Regions from separate parts of the Mus musculus genome. Here region 1 is linked to region 2. A link is a contact called in public promoter capture Hi-C data. All regions are on one chromosome and are shown on one strand. Each heading gives the region's core, a stretch centred on a gene start, on an enhancer-like site or on the middle of the called end of the contact. The rest is flanking DNA. Distances are from core to core; before and after follow the strand shown.

Region 1 (4,057 bases), core at 1,391-3,890, 160 kb after region 2:
CTCTGCCTCCCAAGTGCTGGGATTAAAGGCGTGCGCCATCACTCCGGGCTTAATTGTTCTCTTTCTAAAGATAACTACTAACCTATAAAACTGGCCAATACATAGCCAGGAAAAATCCCAACAAACTAGGAAAAGCTGTTTAACACCCATAAAAATCTAAAAATAAATGTTTCCTAACCTCCCTGGTGATCTTTCTTCCCCCCTCCCCCTCTTTTTTGTATGTAAGAATTTACAAGGACTTCTCTATGGTCCAGAAGAAAATAAAATGAGTTAATTTAAAAACAAAATCTAAGCACATTTTAAAAAATGAGCTAATATGTTACAAAATGAGACCCTGGGCCCCAAATAGGAAACAAAGTTCCATTTGAAGCAAAGGGATCACACTTGGTGCCTTCTTCCCTGGTCTCTTTTCTAGGCCTCTGCTTTCCATCCAGATGGAGCAGGAACAGGCCAGACTGGATAGGTGGCTCTTGGTCAGGAAAACCTGAGTGACCCTGCAGGCCCACAGGTGGCGCTGCTTGTTAACAGCAGCTCACATCCCCTCAGGGGAAGGAAGCTGCAAGGTCAGCTGCAGAAGAGCAGACAGGAAATCTGGACAGCCAGATTCCAAAGGAATTTGTGTCCCTCGGTCAAGGCAAGGGACATCCTGCCAGGGTCCATTCCAAAGGTGGTGTCACTTCCAACAAGGTCTAACCGTTGCTTCCCAGTAGGTTGGAATACAAAAAAAGACTGCTGAGGGAATGAGGCAAGCATGGAGCCTGTAGGTCACTGCAAGGAACTGAGCTGTTATGGCCTAAGTCAGAGAATGAAGAGATCCAACACCACAGGTCAAGTAGGCACAGCCCAGGAAAGGGATTTAAAACAATCCTCTTATGTCTGTAACTCTTCAAAGAGGACAGGAAGCTCAGACTTACTCTTTTTTTTTTTTTTTTTTAATTCCTCAAATGAAAACTTCTGCTGAAAACAAAAGCAACCTCCTTCCTTCCCACCCAAGGCCCAACTGATTTATAGTCACCAAGTGTCTCCTGGTATACAACAAAATATGCTATCGACAGGAAATAGAAAAAAAATCCATGTCTTTCCGAAGGAAGGGGAAGAACCACACCACATTACATCCTCATAGAGACAGGAGATCTGCTCATCGGGGTCCAAACCAAGCTCAGGGAACGCTGACTGTTCCTCTGGGCTGCACCCATCTGGAACACAGGGACAAAACCTAGCTGCTCTTGAATCAAGCCATCTTGTTATGGGCAAAAGAAAGCACCCTGATGCTCTAATGCCAACCAGAACCACATTCCACAAATATCCTAATTTTTGCTGATGAACAAAAGGAAAAGAACCCAAAAGTAATGCTTGCAAAATACCTACAGAGACACAAAGAACATTTGCCAACAGCGACAGGTGACCCCAATACTTGTCTTGCTGTAACTGGGTGTGTGGTACAAGCCAGAGAAGCTGACTGAAAATGTCTTGTCTGCCAAAAGTAATCATTGTAATGATAGCTGTCTTTCCCCAGTGCCTAGCTACAAGGGTACAGAGTTGGCTTTCCCCCAACCAGACATACTACTGGCCCCTCCCTCTCCTGAAGGCTATTCTCTGTTGAGAAGAATTACGTTTTGTCCATGCTACAAAGGTCAAAGTCACAAGAAGCCTTATCCAAGGTCATCAGCTACACTACAAAGAAGGTCACAGTCACTAAAGCCAAGCTACAGGGAGGGAGCACTCGTCAACTACTACAGGTCTTCCATGAAAACAGAACCGCACAATGGATTCTCAAAAAACTCATCCCACCTAACAAACAAACAAAATGCCTTCTCCCTCCAAATGCCTTATCTCCCCTTTCTCCTAATATCTCTTATTTTGGTATACACATTTACCTGCCTGCTGTCCACACACATAAAGCATCCCTCCATTATTCAATTCGACATTTATTTAGTCATTCAATTGTTGGTTTGTTTTTTGAAACAAGATCTCACTATATCTCAGACTGGCCTCAAACTTATTATAGCTAAGAATAACCTTGAACTCCCAATCTTTCTGCCTCTACCTCCAAAGTTCAGGATTACAAGGGCAGACCAGGAACTTGCTCTGTAGACCAGATCTCAGAGAACTCAGAGATGGACCTGCCTCTGCCTCCCAGTGCTGGGATTAAAGGCATGCACAAGCACCATCCAACTCACTTGTTTGTTTTTTTAGACAAGATCTCGCCATATATCGCTAGCTGGCTTGATTCTACTTTCCAAGTGCTGGAATTAAAGATGTGTGATACAACATGCAGCTTTTTGGCATACATTTATGAATTCTTGCTAACCATGAACACAAAGATGAATGATATGCCATCCCAGCTCTCAACACGCACAGACTCTTGCAGAGCACAAAAAAGTAAACAATTGTCATTCAGTAGGATGGGTATCATCAAAAAGAAAGAATACAGGTTCTAGGGATACCAGTTTTACCCAGAGAAAGGAACCTTTCAATCAAGGATCTCTGAAAATAGTCTACCTTCCTCATTCCCAACTTAACACATCCAAATGATGCTGCCCACAGTTCCAAGGCTGTCAATTAGCACAGCATGTAAGAACAGGAACAGCTCCACAAGGGAAGAAAACTCTTGAGTCAGCCTTCAGAGGAAGTTCCACAAGCCCACACCCAGAAAGCCTGACTTGAACAATCCCTATTGTCTGCCCCTCCCAGGGCCAGAGACTGGACGTGTAGGAGGGTTTATTTGAAGAGAAAGGAGCAGACATTAAAACCCACATTATTCCCAGGGACCAAACTTCTCTCCATGACAGTCTCAGTAACTGTCATTTAGTTTTGTTCTTCCCACTAGGTTAAACAGCAGCTTAATCATGCAGAGGCATCTAACGTAAAACAACATATTTTTTTAATGTATTTTTAAAAACAAAACCCAGGGCTGGTGAGATGGCTCAGCGGGTAAGAGTACTGACTGCTCTTCCAAAGGTCCTGAGTTCAAATCCCAGCATCCACATGGTGGCTCACAACCACCCATAATGAGATCTGATGCCCTCTTCTGGTGTGTCTGAACACAGCAACAGTGTACTTATTTATAATAATAAATAAATCCTTGGGCCAGAGCAAGCAGAGAGCAGAAAGTGAGCAGGGCCGACCAGAGCGAGCGAGCGAGGCTAACTGTAGCCAGCAGAGGTCCTAAATTCAATTCCCAACCACCACATGAAGGCTCACAACCATCTGTACAGCCACAGTGTACTCACATACATAAATCAATAAATAAACAAGTCTTAAAAAACAAAACAAAACCCCAAAGCTCAGTCATTAGAAATGTTATAAGGGTCTTGATTATATTTATACTTTGTGCAAAGCATCACTAAGTCTTATCTTCTGATAACTAGATATCCACTATTGAGCAGTGGGGAATCAAACACACTAACTACTTTCTCTGGGTCAGCACTAGTAAAAGAAGGAAAACCAGTGAGATCTCTCTAGCAACAAGAGTAGAACATCTTATTAGGACACCCAGAATAGGTGTTACAATTATCACAGGCTATTTTCTCTACCTTCCTACCATCTGAGAGAAAGAGAGAAAGTGGAAAGGCAGAATAGACTCAATCTAATATATATTATATAAATATAGATAAACCCAGGTGCCCACTGAATACCTGGTCCTCAGGGATAGAAGTGCTGGTCCATTTAGTGTGCATGGTGGGAGGATACTGGGAAGACAGGGCAAATGGAAATGGCAGACTAAAACCAAGAACTATCATTACCAAATCATATTGCTGGATGTAAGGGGTCTTGGTTGCCCCTAAGGTCTAGGGCAGGTTAAGAAAAGTGAAAGAAGCCGGGCGTGGTAGCGCACGCCTTTAATCCCAGCACTCTGGAGGCAGAGGCAGGTGGATTTCTGAGTTCGAGGCCAGCCTGGTCTACAAAGTGAGTTCCAGGACAGCCAGGGCTACACAGAGAAACCCTGTCTCGAAAAACCAAAAAAAAGAAAAAAGAAAGAAAAGTGAAAGAAATATCACTATTCCCTGTGCATATTGACTATGTTGCCTCTCTTCTATTCCCTATTTAAAACTCA
Region 2 (4,000 bases), core at 743-3,242:
TCTGCAATGGGGTCTGATGCTGTCTTCAGGTGTATCTGAAGAGAGCAATGGTGTACTCATATACGTAAAATTAAGAAAAAATCTTTAAAAAAAAAAGATTAATCTTAGTTTGCAGGTAAGAACATGAGAGCTAACTTGACCAAGGTAACAAAACAAGTGAGTTCCAGAAACTAACCTGGTCTCAAATCTTTTGCTATTATATTGTCTCTCTGGATAGTTCTGGGAAGTATGAAACAGTAAAGTCACACCTTAAATAGTAGTTGGTTTCTAAATTCAGGGAATAAGGTAAACCTTATACATTGTTAAAATTACCTTTGTAAGTTCTAGAATCACCTGAAGAATTCTCAATTTAAAGCCTTTTCTTTCAGATTTCAAACCACTTAAAGAGTTTAGCCACTTAACTGTGCGATCACTTACATTGGGCTCTGTTTACAGCTCTTTTTCCTTTTGTTTGTTTGTTTTCTGAGACAGGGTCTCACTATGAAACTCTGACTGTCCTGGTATAAACTATGTGGAGCAGGCTGGCCTCAAATTGCCCGGCAGCAGACTCCTGCCTCTGCCTCCAGAGTGATGCGACTAAGGGCAGACACCACTATGCCCTTCAGTCATTATCTCTCTAATAAGGGCAGTATTATTTTGGATTTTTAAAAATTCATAACTTAAAAAAACCCAAAAACTTCATAACTTACTCTTCATGATCTAGACTTAACTGTCAACCAGTTCCCTGTCTACTAACAAGTACACTTTGTTTCTATTCTCATTCAGAGGGAAACTATATTGAAAGAATAGTTTTTCTCTGTGTGTATAGGAACAGTATCTGCAATACAATGACCAGTAAATGAATAAATAGATAACATATAAGAACACCTTTAACACTATTAGGCCATAGCTTCAACTTTAAAGACTGAACAAGGATTTCAAGCATGAGGACTGTATATAAGAATGAAGATTGGATAGCAAAGAGGGACTTGGCTCATTTCTCCATTTCATTGTATATGCTCAATTAATGGCATAATTCTCCATGCTACAAAGTATATTATTTGCCATTCTCTTCCATCTTTAATTTCTGTATTACAGGGTTCAATTTATATAAATGAAACACACATACCATACAGATCTACTATGTGTCTATTTTATAGAGATTGAAAAAATTGATCATTGGTGTATGATTGTTTACAAATATATAAGCTGGGTACGTGGGATCTCTAAATTCAAGGCCATTCTGGTTTATAGACCAAGTTCCAGGGCCTACCTCAAAAAACCAAAAAGAAAAAAGAAAGAAAGAAAGAAAGAAAGAAAGAAAGAAAGAAAGAAAGAAAGAAAGAAAGAAAGAAATCCATATAAAGCCTGTTATAACAAAAGGGAAGACTATTGTAATTTCTTCTGTAAGAGTTATAATTGCAAAAATGCTGACATTGGGGCGGGGGGGGGGGGGGAAGCCTGGAATTGAGCCAAAGAGAAAAGCCTTCAGAATTCCTTCTAACACCCTCATAACTGAAGGCTAGACAGGCAGCACTGCACTGGGACGTAATCCAGAGAAATCCAGTCTACCAAACATGGACATTGTGACCTAGATGAGCAGTAAAAGACAGGGAGAAAAGGAAAGAAAATAAAAGGCGTCTACTTACCCACACTGCAGAGCACGCCTCAGGCAGATAGGAAATAGAGCCTTATGGAGCAGCTCAGCCGTATCACATACACAGTGTAAGCTTGGTGTTAGCGTCCAGCATGCGACTGTTTGTTTTTTTTGCAAAAAAGAACCCCAAACAGGTCGTCCTCTTTTCCCTTTGTGCATTTGTGCTTAAACTCCAAAGGGTTAGTGAAACTTGTAAGCAAGGATGTCAGTTAATCAGAACAATACTTTACATGAAACACACACAGTACAGGGACACATCATGCTCAATGTAGTGGTGCTCAGCAGCTTGTCCTGTCCTTCTCTTCCCCCTCCCATCCCTCTTTAACTTTTCAAAATGAGAACTGGATGTTCTCAGCAAGCAATTGTTAAAACTTTCACATACTCCCTTATATGGTGAAGCAACAGCCACTAGAGTGGGCTGCTTTACACTGAAAATTCCTCACCAGCACACATTTCCTGGAAATGTATTATCAAAGCAGGACTGCTTCTATCCTGTAGACTTTATGAACTTATAATTTATATCCATTTTTCAGAATCAAGTATATTTTGTTTTGAATAGTCATTTTTTGAATCATATAGACCAAATATGATTTACCATGTTAGCTGTCTCCACATAAACTGGCCATTGCTTCACAACATAGGAAATAAGCAGGCAAACACACTGTATATCCCAGAGACACATGTATATAACTTGGTTAAATGCACACACACACACAAATATCCAGAAACAACTTAAGACAATCGACAGCAACTATAATGACTTCCATGTGGTACAAAAGTGAAGGTGAGGTGAGAACTGGTAATGTGCTATGTGACAGGATGGCCATGGATGGTGAGGGGAACCAGCGTCTCAGTCAGTGAAGTTCACTCTCCCTGGTCACGCTACAGAAGGAAGAGGGTTATAAGCATGTTCTTGCCAATATCCACAACCCTTGGCTATCAACTCTTGGGTGACAATGTCTCAAAGGAGTAAAATCTTAGTGACCTGTGATCAGATACAAATACAGAATTTAAATTCTCATTAACTGTTTTCCAATATGCAATGGTAAAATGTGGGTGGAGGTGGGAGTGGACCAGAAACAGAGGGTTTGCTATAAATGCCCTCTGATATTTTTGACTGACCAACACATCATGGAACCCCAGTAAAGAAACACATGACAAATGGCTGCTAAGGTGAGGTTAAATATTAAGTCACATTGGTCATGGCAAGCTAGTGAACATGACTCTCAATCAGCAAAGCCACTTTCATACCACTTAAAAGGCTTCCATAATATATGGAGCCAAAAAGTAAAAATACCTTTTGTTCCGTCTGCTGAGCCAACTCGCTTTGGAGCTGCTGGAGTTGGTTTGCAGAACCATCACAAAGGTCATGGTAAGTCTTGTTCAGCACACGCAACTGCTCAGAGATCTGTTCCTTCTCTCCTTCTGAAAGCCTGAAGGACGAAGCATTAGATTTCTCTCAAGGCAAGAACTCTCCAAACTATATTCAAAACTGCTCTATTGTTGCCATGAATGGATTATCTGAATACATCCAGTCTCTTATACTGAACTTTGGCATCTCACACATATTCCATGATTCTTAGTGATGTCAATGCTATATAACGCTATGCTCATAGTGCTGCAACTATAATCAAAATGACCTCCTTGCTTTCTTAGCCTTACTCATATACCACAAATTTGGATGCTGAAATAATATAAATTCATTGTTCAGTTAAATTATTAGATCTAAAAATGCATGATATAGTTTTATTTTATATGTCTTTACTCCTTCCACAGATATTCTCATTTTAAACAAATTATAAATCTCACTTAGCTATCACCTACCTAGTCATCTTTAACTTATTTTAAAGCCTTTGTATGTGGATGTATTTGGTGAGCACATTGTTCATCACACCCCTTTTCCCTTGTCTCCTCTCCCAATCTTAGCCATTTTTGTTTGGTTTGGGTTGTTTTTAAGAGATCAGGTCTTTATGTAGCCCAGGCTGGGTGAGCTTCAGCTGGTGACCCTTCTGGGTTAGCTTCCTATGATGGGATTACCATCGTGCAATGCTTACTTAACTCCAAGTTTTACTATTCAACCACCTTTGCTTTAGGCTGGAAACAGATACTGTCACCTAATATCACCATGGGTTTGTCACCAGAGCTATTTATTTCCTGTCTTCCTAGAGGTTCACCTCTTGAATCTGGTGAAACCTAAAAGTTGGTTGCCTCCCCCATATTAATTCCGAGAATGAACTATGTTAGAGTTTCCTACAAACTGATTGAGATTCCCCCAAGCCTTCCTTGACTCTTCAAATTGCTCTGAGCCTATCATTTTCTCTATTTATCTTCAGTTTATCTCTGGCATCTAAACCCTGCAATGGA

The links. Capture Hi-C pulls out chosen DNA fragments and counts their contacts.
Region 1: a promoter capture Hi-C map of adipose tissue shows a contact between it and region 2. The contact joins two enhancer-like sites. A contact is called at or near these places in 1 of 484 Hi-C or Micro-C datasets (nephron progenitors), 1 of 115 datasets of contacts at active chromatin or transcription factors (embryonic stem cells) and 1 of 9 other capture datasets (adipose tissue).

What each region holds. Positions count from the first base shown.
Region 1 is chr4:123,632,996-123,637,052 of GRCm38.p6, forward strand. All of the region lies in intron 1 of Macf1 (microtubule-actin crosslinking factor 1), which reads right to left. Among named protein-coding and RNA genes, the nearest start is that of Mir6398, 19 kb to the left of the region's middle. Within about 2 kb of position 2,641, at least 29 of the 459 cell types and tissues checked have an H3K27ac peak or open chromatin away from gene starts, as enhancers often do. A contact at or near this core is called in adipose tissue, where this site is marked.
Region 2 is chr4:123,477,254-123,481,253 of GRCm38.p6, forward strand. It overlaps Macf1 (microtubule-actin crosslinking factor 1), which reads right to left. Exons shown (of 98, transcript NM_001199136.1): 35 at 2,934-3,069. Among named protein-coding and RNA genes, the nearest start is that of D830031N03Rik, 67 kb to the left of the region's middle. Within about 2 kb of position 1,993, at least 23 of the 459 cell types and tissues checked have an H3K27ac peak or open chromatin away from gene starts, as enhancers often do. A contact at or near this core is called in adipose tissue, where this site is marked.